2 separate regions of the Anas platyrhynchos genome follow, and region 2 is linked to region 1. A link is a contact called in public Hi-C data. All regions are on one chromosome and are shown on one strand. The core of a region is the stretch at or near the end of the contact, and the rest is flanking DNA. Distances in the headings are between cores, read along the strand shown.

Region 1 (4,301 bases), core at 924-3,423:
CATACCTGCAGGGACAGGGAGGAAAGGCAGTTTAGTCACCCGGGCACAAGCTGAACCACACTACTCACTACCAGAGAAGGTTTTATCTACCAATACTGATGTAGTCAGAGTGGTTTGTGTTGGTAGAGCAGACTGCGCTTCATTTTAGCTTTTGCCTACAAACAGTTGTTATAGAATTCATAGAATCGTTGAATGGCTTGGGTTGGAAGGGACCTTAAAGATTACCCAATTCCCACCCACCTGCCATGGGCATGGACACCTCCCACCAGACCAGGTTGCCCAAGGCCTCATCCAGCCTGGCCTGAACACCTCCAGGGATGGGGCATCCACAGCTTCTCTGGGCAACTTGTGCCAGTGTTGCATGGGTTGAAGAACCAATGCCCAAGTCATCTCCACCACTGCTGGAGCACACACCCTTCTCAAGCACTGGCCCCACACACTGCAGGCGCTCAGTCAGCACCATCTCTGGAGCAGAATCCTCATTCTTTCCTATTTTCAGAAGCTCTGAGTGTCTCTCAAGTTCTGTATGCAGCAATTATACACTAATACATAGACATAAGTATTGTCAGTCTGCAGCAGGATCAAGATAAAACTTTTTTTCCCCCTAAACTGAGAGTTCATCTAACCATGTCAGCCTTCAAAAATCAGAATTCCTTCTATTTGAAGTTAATTTTAGCTAATATTTCATCAATTATTAAAAAAAAAAAAAAAAAAACCACCAAAAAACAAAGCAAAAACAAACAAAAAAAAAACCTCTGGTGCTCTTGTGTCATTCCTATTTACTTGTGAGTATCCTTCTTCAGTGTAAAAGTAATGTCATATCCTAGATATTTCTGAGAACTTTCAAACATAATTTTCTACAGCAAGTCATTTTTATGGGGGAAAAAAAAAAAAAAAAAAAAAGGACAAAAAATGCTAGGAAGGCTTTTCCTATCATGATTAAGATCAGTTTCATTCTAAGCCCCCTACCTCAAGCACAGCTTGAGTGAATCATCTAAAATTTGGACAAAGCATTAACTGCTAAGCACAGACGGCACATGCAAAATGTGAAGCAAAAAGAACATTTTGTGTGTGTTTTTATAAGGAAAGGGGAAGGGGCCAAAATCAAGCTTATAAAAAAAACACAAATCTCAGCCTTCATTACAGAGTTGTTTTTTTCCTGTACAATACTAGAAAAATTACTTCAGCTAGTGCAGCTTGATTAGATGTAGAGGCCCCTATTGTAATCTTCTGGGGTAAAAATACACAAAACACATGCTGAAAGTTGAGCGTAAACTGTAAATATACTTCAAGCTGGTGATTGCATTGGTTTGTGGTATGACTAGCTGTGATTTGATTGATAATACACAGAGCTCTGTACTGTAAGCATAAATTACAGAACATCTGCAGAAAACAGATCCTTGGGCAGAGAAAGTGCAACATATTATTTCTGTCGTCTGCCTTGTCTGAGCTGCACATTGCTCCTCTGCACTCACAAACTTTCCCAGTCATATTGGGATTAATAATTAATACCAGTGATACCATATTATTACATAATATATCCTAATAACAACTATTATTATTAAAGTTTGCATATTGCAGCTAGTGAATAACTGGAAAACATCTGGACTTTAGAAATGTCTCAATGCATTCATGCCTTTAATACAGAGAGGAGCGCTACTGTGAGTTGGAATGGAAGAAATCTTTAGAAGCTTCAGAATTGAAACAGTTCTTTGATGTTTCTGTTACGGTTAACTTGTAGTGCAGCAAATTTCTCCAGTAATAGGCATGAATCAGAAGAAATAACCAGTCCATTAGCAAGGCCGTTGCTCCCTCTTGTCCCATCTTCAGTGTCACTCTCCCCACCAGCCCTTCCAGGAACACAGGAGCTATGCATCCACAGAAACAGTTCCTAAGTGAACTGCATGGACTGTCCATAGCTTCCTCAGCAATTACATGGAGCCAAAGAGCTGGAAAGAGGCTTGATTCACTGCAAGCCACCCCAATGAGGGGATAAATGGCAGATACTCCCACGTCTGCAAGTGAGAAAAGCCTGGCAAAGAGGAAGTGTCCGCAGTTTGTTCTGGAAAGCTCTTCCCTGAAGAGCCTTGTCCTGATTTCAGCTGGGATAGAGTTAATTGTCTTCCTAGTAGCTGGTGTGGTGCCATGTTTTGGATTTAGGATGAGAATAATGCTGATAACACACCGATGTTTTTAGTTGTTGCTGAGCAGTACTTACAAGTCAAGGACTTTTCATCTTCTCATACTGTTCTGCCAGGTAGGAGGCTGGGGTTCAAAAGAAACTGTTCCTATCTCAACCCACAAGTTTGTGCACTTTTCAATTTTCTCCCCTATCCCACCGTGGGGAATGTGAGGGAACAGCTGTGTTGTGTTTAGCTGCCTGACGAGTTAAACCACAAAAAGCCTTCTGCCTCCAACAGCAGCAAAGCCCTCGCACAGACTCTATCCTTGGTGTCCAGCACCTTTTCTGCTGTTTTGTTGTTGTTGTCATTGTTGTTTTGTTTTGTTTTGTTTTCAACAGCTTTATGGTTATCTAGGAAATCTGGGGACTTCTTTTTCATGAAGTTGCAAAACAGGACAAGCTACTATTGAGTTATCTTGATGATCTGGAGAAATCTCATTGCATTACAAGCTACCAACTGTTCTTGTTCTTAACACTAAAACAAAAATAAAATCTCACAGCTGCCCTTCAAATAAATTATTTTTCTTTTCTTTCCTCTCCATCTGTTTTAACCCTCATCCCCTGCCCAGCTTGAAGAACATCGCGCTGAGCAGAAGCAGCTCAAGTACCTGCAGAAGAGGCAGGCCCAGATCACCAAGGAGAAGGACCAGCTGCAGAGTGAGCACAGCCGAGCCATCCTTGCCCGCAGCAAACTCGAGAGCCTGTGCCGGGAGCTCCAGAGGCACAACAAAAACCTCAAGGTGAGTGCTGGCCTTATCAAGATGCCCAGCAGAGAGAGGAACGATGCCCAGGACATGGTCCTGGGCAGCTGTCTCCAGGTGGTCCTTCTTTACCAGGGTGATGTAACCAGGTAACCACCAGAGGTCCCTTCCAACCTCAACCAGTCTGATCTTGTGATTCTGAGTTCACCTACATTAGCTGTAAGCTGTTCTTGTGTTACCAGGTAGTCCAGCGCAGGAAAAATAAGTAGTGCCAACAGATCAGTTACGCCAAATTTGCTGTGACAGGTCACCCTCTCCCTCCCAACAGGGTCAGTCACCCAGTACCAGGCCTAGCTGCAGGAAGTGTCCATGTTGCCCCAGCTCTCAGCTCAGCTTCAACTTGCTGGAATGGAAGGGCCAAGTGTGGAGCAGGTAGCTGGGGAAGGGTGTTTTTTAAGCTGTAGCAGCTGGGTCTTCCAGAAGGCACCTTCTTAAATCCCTGAGACTGCAAATGTGAATACAGGTGTGTGGCCAGAATTATATGAACACCAGATTTGCTGTACAGGACTCACAGAAGGACGGCAGTTGTTTTCATATTATTTGAGTACCTGGGCGTTTTCAAGTGATCTGTCTGTCAGTCAGGACATTTTCCTCAAGACATCAAGCCTAGAAACACCAAGGATGCTGACACTGTGGAAGTTGTCTGGATTACAAACACCAGTTCAGAAAGGAAATCCTCAAGAGTGTCAAGAGGCTGGGATCCATATACCACATCTGCCTTGGTGCACCATGCCATTTAAATACGAAATTTATAATCTGGTTATGGTTCTTGAAAAGTTCTAGGTTCAAGATATATGTTTCTGTTGTGATCTTTCTTTATACTTTTGAAAATATGTTAGTGAAAGTAGTGTTATACAAAAAGCCTCTCTCTGCTTGCTCTATTCAAAATCCTTTATGGAGGTACAGTTACAAGTAGAATAAAACATATGAATTCTTAGCAAAAACCTCACCCGATATAACCTCTATTAACTGTAATAGTTTTTCATTCACTTTCACCAGCTCAGGAGTGGGCGTTCAAGGGCTAGCCTTAACTTTTACTATATGTTGATTAGAATATATCTGTTAAAGGAAAGAGCCTTGTCTAAACACAAACTATGCATGAGTAGGTGTAAAGTAGTTTAACAGACAGGAAGCATATCTCCGTGTGCTCAGTTACAGTAGCTCAAAACTGTCAGTGTCAAATAAATTCTTGCCTATCATTTGTAGCAAACCTGGTGTATATTAAGCTATGTCTCAGTATCGATCCACACTGATGTACCAGACCATCTCTGGCAAAATCTCTCAGCAAAAATACAAACCAATTTTAAAGTGATTTAAGACTACAGCTCTCTGTATAGACTTAACTGAGTTTTCTAAAG
Region 2 (4,047 bases), core at 1,436-3,935, 100 kb after region 1:
ATTCCTTAGTCATCAGAACAGCATTACATTTGCACAAATAATGTAGGACTTTGTTTTGAGGAAGGTAATCATTAGTATGGATGATTTATGTTTGATTGAGCAATAGTTTGGGACATTTCATGCCAAAGTTGTTATTATTATTATGAAATCTATGTTAGAAAATCTTCTCTAAATCTGTTTTGAATCACAGTTCCTGATTTATGAGAAGTATACCAACTACATATCTGAAAAAGACCAAAAAAAAAAAAAAAAAAAAAAAAAAGGACGTACACATTTTTTCTTTTTCTTTTTTCCTTTTTTTTAAAATCTGAATTCTGTCTTTTGTAAAGAAACAATGTCATGTACCCAAGTATTAGCCCTAAGGAAGATAACAGGAGACTATCAAAGCATAGTCTGCTTTCACTACTTTTTTTTTTTGGCCCTTTGTTGTCATGTGATGTTAGAAAAATTCTAGGTAAATCAAAAATCAAAACTAACTGTTATCATGACAATGAAGGCAACAGTGATCTACCAAAGTATGAAAATGAGCTGGGCAGCATAGGGACTAAAGGGCTGGTATGTCCTTACAGGAGCAGCAGCAGAGAGCAGGAAATGTGAAAATTGTGAAGATGGTGATTTTCTGTTTTTCCATTCCCATGAAATGATACTTAAACAAACAAAAAACCAAACCTGTGTAAAATAGTCCTTTACAAGCACACAGGGCAGGTATGGAGATAGTGCTCATACATATTTCATATCATTGGTTAAGGTCATCATCATATTCATGATTCAAATTCCTCTTCCTATACTTACCATGAGTGGTCCCCAAAAGTCATGAGATTCCACCTTAACACAGACTACTCTAATTTGACCTTTATTAGCATCTCATTGCACTGTTTCTGTCCTCCCAGATTTACAATTCTACATCAAGGCAGCCCAAACCAGGAATTATGCAACACAAGGTTTAAAGCGCAGCTTGAGAAAACCAGAGCAGACGCACTGATCTGATCAAGCAATCAGTTTAACCCAGTGTTTTGCCTCCAGCAGCGACCAAGTGCAGGCATTTGGCAAAAGAATATAGTAAATGAAAACTATCGGTTGATCCCCTGGTTTCCCTCCAGGCTCCTGGCACTTACTGGATTAGGTTAGGGATTTCCTGAGCTAAAGGTTATAACCTAATCATCTCATTTCAAAGCCAGAGGTGGATATTTGTCTGTGAATTTGTCTAATTCCTTAAACTTAAACTTTCATTTCATGTCATCCTATGACAATCATTGCTTAATTAATTTATGGAACTATGTGAAAAAGCAGTTCTTCTTGCATATTTTTATGTTCCTTCCTGAGAACTCAGTAAGTGGTTCCAATTTCCTATGTTGTAAGCAAGGAATTATTTCATCTCCATCTTTTTCCATCAGGGTCATGACTATAGCTCTCCCACTGCTCATCTTATTTTCAAGCTGAAGAATCTTAGTTTTAATTTCTCGAAAGCTGAATGCCTTCCCATGTTGGTGACCCTTGTTGTTGTTCTTTATAATTCTACACATCATTCCTTGTTCTTATTTGAGATTGAATTACTAGAATTGTTAGCATTATTCAGTGTGTGGGTAAAGCATACGCAATGGCATAATGATGCTTTCTATTTTGTCCTCAGTCCTAACAATTTCCAACATCTTACTTGCCTTTCCGAAAACTGCTGAGCACTGTGCACGGTGATTTCACAAACTATTTGCAAAGTGGTAGCAATTAATTGTTCTGTTACAGATAATTAGGATTGTTCCCTCCACCCCCGCATATTACTTTGTGTTTTTCAATAAAACAACCATTGGCTGTTTTACTGTATGATCTGAAATAGGACACACACACGTTGTCATGTTTTTAACTGTCATCAATAACAACTTTGAACACAGATTCAAGCAGAGATCCTGCTAAAAGTACTTTCTCCCGCAGGAAAGTTGGCCACCAGCTCTATGTCTGTCTCCTCCTACCTTTGAGGTAGTTACTGATCCTGAATGCAGCCTGTCTTCTTATCCCATGAGAAATTAGTTTTGCAAAAGTGTTTAGTGTTTGCAGTAAACATGTTGTAAACGTGCTGTTTAACAGGTTTCTCCCAAGACAGGCAGCACAGGCTCGGCTTGAAAAAGGCGTGTAAAAGAGTTACAAGGTCATTTGCTAGGTAATGGCCATATTGTCAGTTTTCCAGCATATTTTAGATAAATAACTACCTTTATGATAGATAAACTATGCAGTTCTTGCTTTGTACAATACTGTTCTCTTGAGTTTTTGTTGCATTATATAATGTGCTTGTGAATAGGCAGACACATGCACCACAAGCACACATGGAGGTCTCTGCTGAGAGAGAAACATGTTCTCTAGAAAACGTTCTAAGATCTGACCCTGTGATCAGCAGATTTTACCACTAGAAGAGATCATCTTATCTGCCCTCTTACATAACCCAGGTCTCACTTTGTTCTTTCAACGGGTTTTTGTTTGACTTGTTGATTCAGTAGACACATGAATTCCTGTCGCACGTACCTGCACAATCCCTTTGCTGTCACATCAGCAACTCACACCAGTACAAGATGCCAGAAATTCCTTTTACTGTCTCCAAATCTGGACAAAAATGACAGTGTTGTGATTCAACCAGGAGTGTGCGTCTTAGCCCAGTCCCGTCACGTATCTATGCAGCTGGCCTGCCGTGAGTCACTTCTCAACATGGGTGTGCCATGCTCTGCAACCCAGTGTAGGGTTGTGACTCAACCTAAAGTAGTAAAGCTACTTCAGCCCTGGCTAAAATATGTCTTTAAAAATATGTCTTTGCATGATTTAAAGATTTCAAGTGGCAGAGGACTGACTACATTCCTAATTCCCATGGACTTTGCAACACCACAGAATAAAATAAAATACCTTTTCCTTGAACAAGACAGGGTCACTGGCTGCATTAAGAAACATAAAATCACAGCAGCTCAGTGCTGGCATAGAAATCTGAGGGGAGTAAACAATAATCAGGGAGTATGGTTGTTTTTAGAGACAGTCAGAACAACTATATTGTTTGAGACAAGCCATTCAACCAGGAAAATAGCGCTGTATTCTCTTATCAACTCTGTACCCAAAGCATCTCCATCATTCTTGGTCCAGTCATTAGTCGTACTTGGCCATTCTCTCTGTCTTAAGTCAGCAGTTGTTTCAAGGGAGAAAATATTTTTTCCAAAACAAAGAACTTAGTTTTGTAAAACCTTACACGAATTTTCCTGTAAAGCCATGTCTTAAAAAATTAATTGTATGGATTCTTGTCTTTGCTTTTTGTGAGGACAAAAACCAAAGCAAAACAAAACAAAAATGTTCTCTTTTTTTCTTTTGATGAGCTGAAAAAGTAACCTAGCAAAACATAAGCATTTCTTTCAGTGTAAAAGTAAATGTGACGGGCCAGCCTCAGAACAAGACAGACTATAAATACAGACACAGTTACTGCTGACAGTCTTGGCACCTGAATGAGCACTTCCATGGAATTAAATGGAGTGATTCACTTACACTGTTATTCACCTGTGTCTGCCTGTGATGGAGGCCTTATTTCAGAAATGGCCTCAGGGCATCATCCCCTCCTTGTTATCCACTAGATGCCTCAAACAATGCAATGCCTCTTCTCCCTAGATTAAGCATGCTAATCTTTACTACAGCTGAGCAGAAAAGGGGAGGAGTACTTAAAATTCTTGATGTAAATGACTGAAATGACTTGCCCTACAGCTAACCCGAGAGTAAACCTCTGCATAATGACAGAAATATGCTACATCAGTACAGCCTAAAAGACTGCACTCATAACGTTGACTGTCAAAAGAAGTATGGGATGACCTTAATCATATGTCTGATAGTAGTTACGTGAGAACCTTAGGACCAAACTCAAAACCTGTCTAAACACACACAAGGTCAGAATTAGTGCAGGATTCATGTTGAGCTTGGGTGATGCTTTTCCATATAAGAGGCTGTGAAACAAAGAAGATGTGCAGTGATGTGTTTTTTGGAGAGTATCAAAAAGTGTTTGGGGACAGTTTACACAGAGAAAAACTATATAAA

What was found. Hi-C and Micro-C count contacts between places; a contact is called where the count stands out from the background.
Region 2: a contact with region 1 is called in a Hi-C map of skeletal muscle, with 1.6 times the contacts expected there. The contact joins two enhancer-like sites. A contact is called at or near these places in 3 of 8 Hi-C or Micro-C datasets (liver, skeletal muscle and subcutaneous adipose tissue).

The regions. Positions count from the first base shown.
Region 1 is chr3:59,546,163-59,550,463 of IASCAAS_PekinDuck_T2T, forward strand. TXLNB (taxilin beta) reads left to right here. Exons shown (of 11, transcript XM_072035967.1): 5 at 2,752-2,922. Among named protein-coding and RNA genes, the nearest start is that of TXLNB, 18 kb to the left of the region's middle. Within about 2 kb of position 2,174, at least 2 of the 8 cell types and tissues checked have an H3K27ac peak or open chromatin away from gene starts, as enhancers often do.
Region 2 is chr3:59,650,441-59,654,487 of IASCAAS_PekinDuck_T2T, forward strand. All of the region lies in intron 1 of ABRACL (ABRA C-terminal like), which reads right to left. Among named protein-coding and RNA genes, the nearest start is that of ABRACL, 12 kb to the right of the region's middle. Within about 2 kb of position 2,686, at least 3 of the 8 cell types and tissues checked have an H3K27ac peak or open chromatin away from gene starts, as enhancers often do.